Regions from separate parts of the Mus musculus genome. Here region 1 is linked to region 2. A link is a contact called in public HiChIP or PLAC-seq data. All regions are on one chromosome and are shown on one strand. Each heading gives the region's core, a stretch centred on a gene start, on an enhancer-like site or on the middle of the called end of the contact. The rest is flanking DNA. Distances are from core to core; before and after follow the strand shown. Region 1 overlaps 4933432I03Rik (RIKEN cDNA 4933432I03 gene). Region 2 has its middle 46 kb from the start of Gm41233.

Region 1 (3,248 bases), core at 29-2,528, 390 kb after region 2:
GAAATGTAAATGAAGAAAATATCTAATAAAAAATGCCTTAATTAAAAAAAAAAAGTCACCAACTGAACTACCAATCAGGGATCCTATAGGGGTCTGACCTAGGTCCTCTGCATGTTATGGCTGTGTAACTTGGTGTTCTTGGAGGTCACCTAATAGTGGGAGCGAGGGCCGTCCCTGACTCTTTTGCCTGCCACTGGGACCCTTTCCTCCAACTGGGTTGCCTTATTCAGCCTTAATATAAGGGGAGGTGCCTAGTTTTGTTGAAACTTGATATGCCATGTTTGGTTGATATCCCTGGGAGGCCTGCTCTTTTCTGAAGGGAAATGGAGAAGGACTGGATCTGGGGAGAGGAGAGAGGTCAGGAGGTGGGACTGGGAGGGGAGCAGGGAGGGAAAACTGCTGTCAGATGTCATATATGAGGGAAGAGGCTTTTTTTTTTAAAGCAAGTCATTTATTGATCTGGACAGAGGTTGTGCTGGCCTCTGGGGGGCTCCACACATTCTGAGGTGGATGACAACACAGGTGTGTGACCAGCTCTATGTCTTTACAAGATCACTAAGTCTTCTGAAGGAGTGGGTTGAGTTCCTTGCAAGGAGGACTGTCTTCTACATATCAATACTAACGTAAAGGGATGGTAAAATCTTAGAATGCAATAAATGACCCAGAAACATGTTATTTTACTCAGGAAAAAACATCAGCAACTACATCATATTCTGAAATCTAAACACTGAAATCAAGCTGCCTTATCACTTATCTTAATGTTTTTAATTGAAACAGTCCTAGATGACTCCCCCCTTCACTTTCTCCCTTCTAGATTCTCTTAGTTCCCCTCCCTGGGGCCACTCCCACTCTCCTGTTAATAGATTCTTTTTTATTCTGTTTATTACATACATATTTGCATGTATATAGTATATACTAGTAGAATCTGCTTTCTGTATTTTACATGGTTTCAAGGCTGGCACTCACCTTGGACATCCTCGAGGGTGGTTCATCCCTCCAAGAGGCTAATTGTCCTTTTACCACCCCTCATCACAGAAGCTTTTCTTTACAGCAAATGAAGCCCATCACAGAGAACCACAATTGTATGCAATGCAGTGACCAACAGGTCGTGGGGAGCCCAGCTCCAAAGTCTACCCTCTGCATCACAGCTCCAGCATCTGAACATGACAGAAGAGGAGGTAGAAAGATTGCAAGTCAGAATACAGGGAAGTGTGCTGTAAAACAGTCTCTCCTAAACATGGCCACACAGACAAGAGTGGAGCAGCGGCAATACCGCGGGCAGGCTGCCACAGAAGGGGAAGTTTTCTCATGGGGTACGTTATGTCAGAGACAAAGAAGAATGTGTCACCTTCCTCATTACAAAACATTCAATGAAATCTCAGCAGTTCTCCTCCTCCCTGACCCACAAGGTGACCCAGGAGTCTCATGGTCACATGGCTTCACAGTGTGAAGGCAGGGAAGAGGAAGAAGGGGCCACACCTTAATCTGGAAAGTGATACCAACATCATATTAGCCAGGCCTAGTTGTATGTCCTTAGCCATAGGTGAGGTGTGTAGAGAAATATTGCACAGGAAGTAAGCATTGCTAACTAGGATGGTGAAATGCAATCTGGCTCCTGGTTGAACTAAGTTTAGAAACCCCAGTGACCCTCAAGGGACAGCAGGCTTTTTGCCTGGTTCCCAGACACTAGGCTCCTGACAGGAGGCCACGGCCCTCCGTAGATCTGTGGCCATCAGTCATGTAAGGGCAACACCCCAAACCCCTCCTCAGGTAGAGGACTTCATGTAGGCTCAAGACAGATCTCCATTTTAATGAGGTACCTTAAGGCCTGAAGGGTTTAGCCACTTAAGCTTTCCTTCCCAGATTCTCCTCCCTGCAAAAGCTACTTAACCTCATCCTGAGAAGTGGAGGACGGTTTGACTCACCCACCTTCCACCATGACAATAAATGCCTTAAAACCATTGACTGCCTCTTTTCATCGGGATCCACTGTGGGGAGTCTAGGAATCGCCTAAAGAGCCTGCCATTAATCTCCCACAGAAGGCCACTCAGCGCTCCCAGCCACGACCACCAAGCCTAGCCAGCCACTCCCTAACAAGCCAAGGACTCCTCCCCTTGGGAGCTAGCCAGAGCTTCCCTCTTTTCCCCCTCAACCCTGGGCCAGATCCGGCCCTCGGGCCCCCACTTCATTCTCAGCTCTTCCACGGCATCCAGAGGCACCTGGGTGCTCAAGAGCCTTAGAACCAGACGGTCCCAGCCTTGTCACAAGCGCGGGGACCCCCAAGCCAGCTCCGGCTGTTCCTGTGCCCCAGACTACACTTCCCCACCCCAGGAGTGGTGTCTCAAGGCTTCCCAACACCTGTCAGGACCCCATTTAACCCTACAAACCCTGTAAAGGGAAATGATGGAAGGTTCACCTTTCACCTGATTTAAAGCCAGTTCACAGATCTCCTCCTCCAACAAAGATCTCCAGAAATCCCTGTTCTGTATCCATCTCTCTACTCTCCACTTTCATGTCTGTCAAGTATTTAAGCTGTAGCACGCATAAGTGTGTTGTCTTTTCTGCAACAACTGTTCCTCCTCTTATGGTCCATGTCTGGTCCCCTAACCAGAAACCTAAGAGCCAGGGTGAGCTGCCTTTGCCTCTCACCACATTCAGTGGCTCCTGCTTCCATTGCGATCCCCTGCCAGTTAGCATGTGCGTTTCTCCACCTCAGCGTTTGAGAGCTACAGTCACATAATGTATGTGCACTGTGTGTGCATCTGTGTGCAGGTGAGTATGTGTGTGTGTGTGTAAATAACCCGGGTGTAATTGCTTACCTACCATCTATCTTTTTATTTGTTTGTTTTGGTTTTTAAGGTAAAGTCGCTCACTGGTCTCGAACTTGCCAAGTAGGCTAGGCTAGATGGCTAGCAAGCTGCAAGGATCCAGTTTTTCCTGCCTCTCAGCGCTGGGATTGTATGTTCTCCATTCTGCCTCTCTGCCAGGGGCATCTGGGCACTGCCTATAAGGCTGCCTGGAGAAGGCAGGGCCAAGTCCGGAATGGAGAGTCCGAAGCCTATGTTTCCCTTCAAGGCATCAGACACCAAACCAGAAGGGGAAAGTGGAGTCTGGGACAAATGCTGTGCTTCCAAGATCTCCCCTAGGGGTGTCCAGACAAACGGACACTGCCAGCAGGCAAAAAGCAAATCACTTTCTTCAGACCTTGTCTCATCTGGGCTGTCACCAGAGGGTATCACTCACAGTTT
Region 2 (3,543 bases), core at 57-2,556:
CTATTTTATCACGTCTGTTGCCCAAATACAGGGCTTTCTCTTCCCTACAGTGTTCTGTGATGGCCCAGTTGTGCCAGATCCTGACCACTGACCCTTGCTCGTGCCATAAAGAAAATCCCACTATCAGAAAAATCAAAATGCACATGAGTGCAAAGATATGCTATCATTTTAATGTATTCAAATTACCAATTTGAGCCATGGTTATAGGTACTCATACAAATAAATCTTTGTTTCATAGTTAGAAAAAAAAACTATTATTCTACTTCGCACTGGCTCTTGCATTTCTCATGCCATCTCTGTCATGGAGCAATTAAGGTCAGGGCTGTTTGCCTCTTCTTTCTAGAACTTCATTCAGTTGAGGTAAGAACAGTTCATGGGAAGTGTTTTTCATTTCCTTTGTCCTCTCTGCCCTTTGCTTGATTGTTCTGTGGAGGCAACTAACATTTTTTTTTAAGTTACTTCCTAAGTTGACACTTCATGAGGACAGAAGTGTCAAGTTGCTTTCTGCTCTTTCCACACTCCTGTGTCCTTCCTGTCTAGTTCAGATGGGAAATCTGACATACACTGTGATCATGCTGTAATTCTGACAAGGAAAATCAAGCTAAAAAGACCATTGTCTCCACACAAATAACCTAGAGTTTCTTCATCTTTTCCATCCATAAAACAAACGGCAATGTCAGCTTGCAACATGGGACAGTGGGAAGAATGACATCTTGTGCCGGGTTAAAGCAACAGAAGCTTTTATGTTTTCTGTGCAAAATATTGAGTCTTCAATAATACTTTCAACATTCCCTCATTAAACAATGGACAGTACATAGTATACTTAGACAACCAGGAAAACACATGTCTGGGATTAAAAGAAAGGGATTAGTGCTAGGTTAAGAAAGAAAATTAAACAGATTGGGGGAAGTGAAAGCATTGTTCAGATGAGATTCTATTTCCTTTCTGCTGCCACTTGGATAATTTCACAACCTTATCAACACTCTCTTTGACTTCTAATAGGCAATTTAACACAGGCTAATATAAAAATGGCACCATTTGTTTGGAAAGAGAACAAACTCGTCTTCATTTTCACTTCCCCATAACATTTATTGAGTGAAAATGTTCTAAAACTGTCTGAATAAAACTGAAATAGCCCCCTTGTATCTGGGTGGAGGGGAGTCTTTGTTCATTTGACAGTAACCTTGGAGAGCTTGTTAGACCACACTTAATGAGTATTTGAGAGCGATGGAGGAGTTTACGTGTGTGTGGATCCTTTCATTTTCATTTGCTGGAAAGTGCAGCTCACTCGAGCCTATTCACTTCTGCTTAGCCAGTACCACTCACGCTCTGAACAGCTCTGTATTTCCTTATTGTAGGATGAATACAGCTGTGTAGCTGTCCTCGGAGAGGAGGCAGACAGCTGTGAATCCCAAGCTGTTATTTGTTCCTGTAGAACATCCATTTTCACTCTCCTAGGTGTATCGTTCATACTTGTAGCTTTTCAATTAAAGAGAAGAGAGTGCATGCACTAAAAGTACTATTATTAGATAAAAATGATACAATTGTGTGTGATGTAAGTAAACTATAGGTCAACAGTCTATAGCAAAATCTTCATTAGAAAAGATTAGTTATGCTCTAGAAACTACTATTTTCTAAGAGTTTGCATTGGGAAGAAATGTAAGGAGATTGGAGTTTGTGATATCAACTCAGGTTTGTTCAGGTTGGTATGGCCATAGACGACATGAATCTCCTACTTAGAGGACTCTTGCCTAGAAGCATGGTGGCAGCTAATTTCTTGTTACACTGACCTAATTTTTCTCGTTTTTTCTGTTTTATCTAACTTTTGATGCATGAAAATCACACTTATTTATTATCCTGAGAAACATCCCAAATGATATTTCCGTGCAAGTAGACATTGTATTCTATTTAAATGAAGATAGATATCAACTCTGATATGTATCACCTTTTTCCTACTGTGAACATGCAAAAATCCTTCCTTCTAGCTTTTAAACTTATGTTGTTTATTATTAAATAAGTTGAGATTATTTTAATAAACTATTAACATTAAAATAAGTTTAATTTATCGTAATAATTAAGAGGATATCTGTTAATTCAATGCATGATAGTTTGAATGAGAGTGACCCCCATAAGCTCAGGAAAGATGTGGTCCTCAGTTGGTAGCACTGCTTGGTGGAGGTGGTGGCAGTGGTGGTATTTGTGTGTGTATGTGTGTGCATCTTGCTGAAAGAAGTATGTCACTGTGGGTGGGCTTTGAGAGTTCATGGTCTGGCTCTACTTGCAGTTTTTTCTCTGCTTTGTATTTGATCATCTTCCTGCTCCTACTGACATGTGTGCTACTTGTTGACATGCTATCCTAACATGAAGAACTCTCATCTCTCTGAAATCACAAGACAATATATGTTTTTTTCTTAAGTTGCTTTATGTCTATATATTGTTAATATATTAATTTGTTTACATGAATAAAACAATGGGAACATTTCTATAAAAATAAAGAAGTTATTTCCTTATGAGCTCTACATTTTTTCCACTGAAGAAACGTACCATTATGACATAACTATAATTTTATTATTCTTTTTTCTTTTTCCTTTATTGAAAATACATTTTTTCCTCAAATAATATATCCTGATTAAAAATCATAAATTATCTTGATTTGCCTCCTTCTCCTCTCAGTTCTTCCTCTCCTTCCATCCAAACCCACACCCTTTCAGTCTTTCACTTGAAAACACTTTTTGAAAGGATGATAACATATATTAAAATAAAATATAATAAATAAAGCAAAAACTTGACTTGGTCCATGGGTCAGTCAACAGGCTCTGCAAGAGAGAGACTGTTGGGACTGAGGGACAAGACACTCGAAGAATGAAGACAGTCTGTCTGCTCAAATCTCAAGTTTCATTTATTGGAAAGCAGCTATGGGTATATAAGCACAAGCTGGCGAGTGCAGCTGGAGACACTTAACCACAGGTCCAGGATGTATAGGAGAAAAACAAGATGTTAAAAGAGTGTGCTTATCTGTGGTGGGCTTCTTGCAAAAACATCATGCTAGGAAAACAAGTTTCTCATCAGCATGGAAAAGTACCACCTGTAAGAAAATAGCCCGTGATGGCTGCAGAGATGATAGCCGCTTTCTGCTAGGAGTTGGCTTCCAACAAAAACACATCAGAATTGGAATAAAAGAAAGAAAGAGTCCAAGAGAAGGCACAAGAATCAGAGACACACTCATTCAAAGACTCAAGCATCGCATAAAAACACCAAAATGGAAACCATAATATATACCCAGAGGACCTAATGCAGACCCTGTGCATAGTGCTTCAGTCTCTATGAGTTCACATGAGCTTTGATCATATGGTTTAGAGGGCCTTATATTCTTGGTCTTCTCCATCCCTTCTCATCCTTACACACTTCCTAGCTCCTTAGGAGTTCCTTGAGCCCTGATAGGAAGAACTTGATGAAGACATGGCACTTAGGGCTGTGTGTTCCACGATCTCTAACTCTGCATAATGTCTGGGTGTGGGTCTCTTTATTGGTTCCTATCCACTG

Evidence for each region. HiChIP or PLAC-seq counts read pairs in DNA pulled down with a chosen protein or histone mark.
Region 1: an H3K4me3 HiChIP or PLAC-seq map of bone marrow-derived macrophages shows a contact between it and region 2, with 4 times the contacts expected there. The contact joins two enhancer-like sites. A contact is called at or near these places in 1 of 15 datasets of contacts at CTCF or cohesin (pro-B cells), 3 of 484 Hi-C or Micro-C datasets (the HPC-7 cell line, granulocyte-monocyte progenitors and ventricular fibroblasts) and 2 of 115 datasets of contacts at active chromatin or transcription factors (acute myeloid leukemia and bone marrow-derived macrophages).

The regions. Positions count from the first base shown.
Region 1 is chr14:103,006,608-103,009,855 of GRCm38.p6, forward strand. The region is part of intron 2 of 4933432I03Rik (RIKEN cDNA 4933432I03 gene); the gene reads right to left. Among named protein-coding and RNA genes, the nearest start is that of Gm34643, 4.6 kb to the right of the region's middle. Within about 2 kb of position 1,279, at least 41 of the 459 cell types and tissues checked have an H3K27ac peak or open chromatin away from gene starts, as enhancers often do. A contact at or near this core is called in bone marrow-derived macrophages, where this site is marked.
Region 2 is chr14:102,614,830-102,618,372 of GRCm38.p6, forward strand. No RefSeq gene overlaps it. Among named protein-coding and RNA genes, the nearest start is that of Gm41233, 46 kb to the left of the region's middle. Within about 2 kb of position 1,307, at least 19 of the 459 cell types and tissues checked have an H3K27ac peak or open chromatin away from gene starts, as enhancers often do. A contact at or near this core is called in bone marrow-derived macrophages, where this site is marked.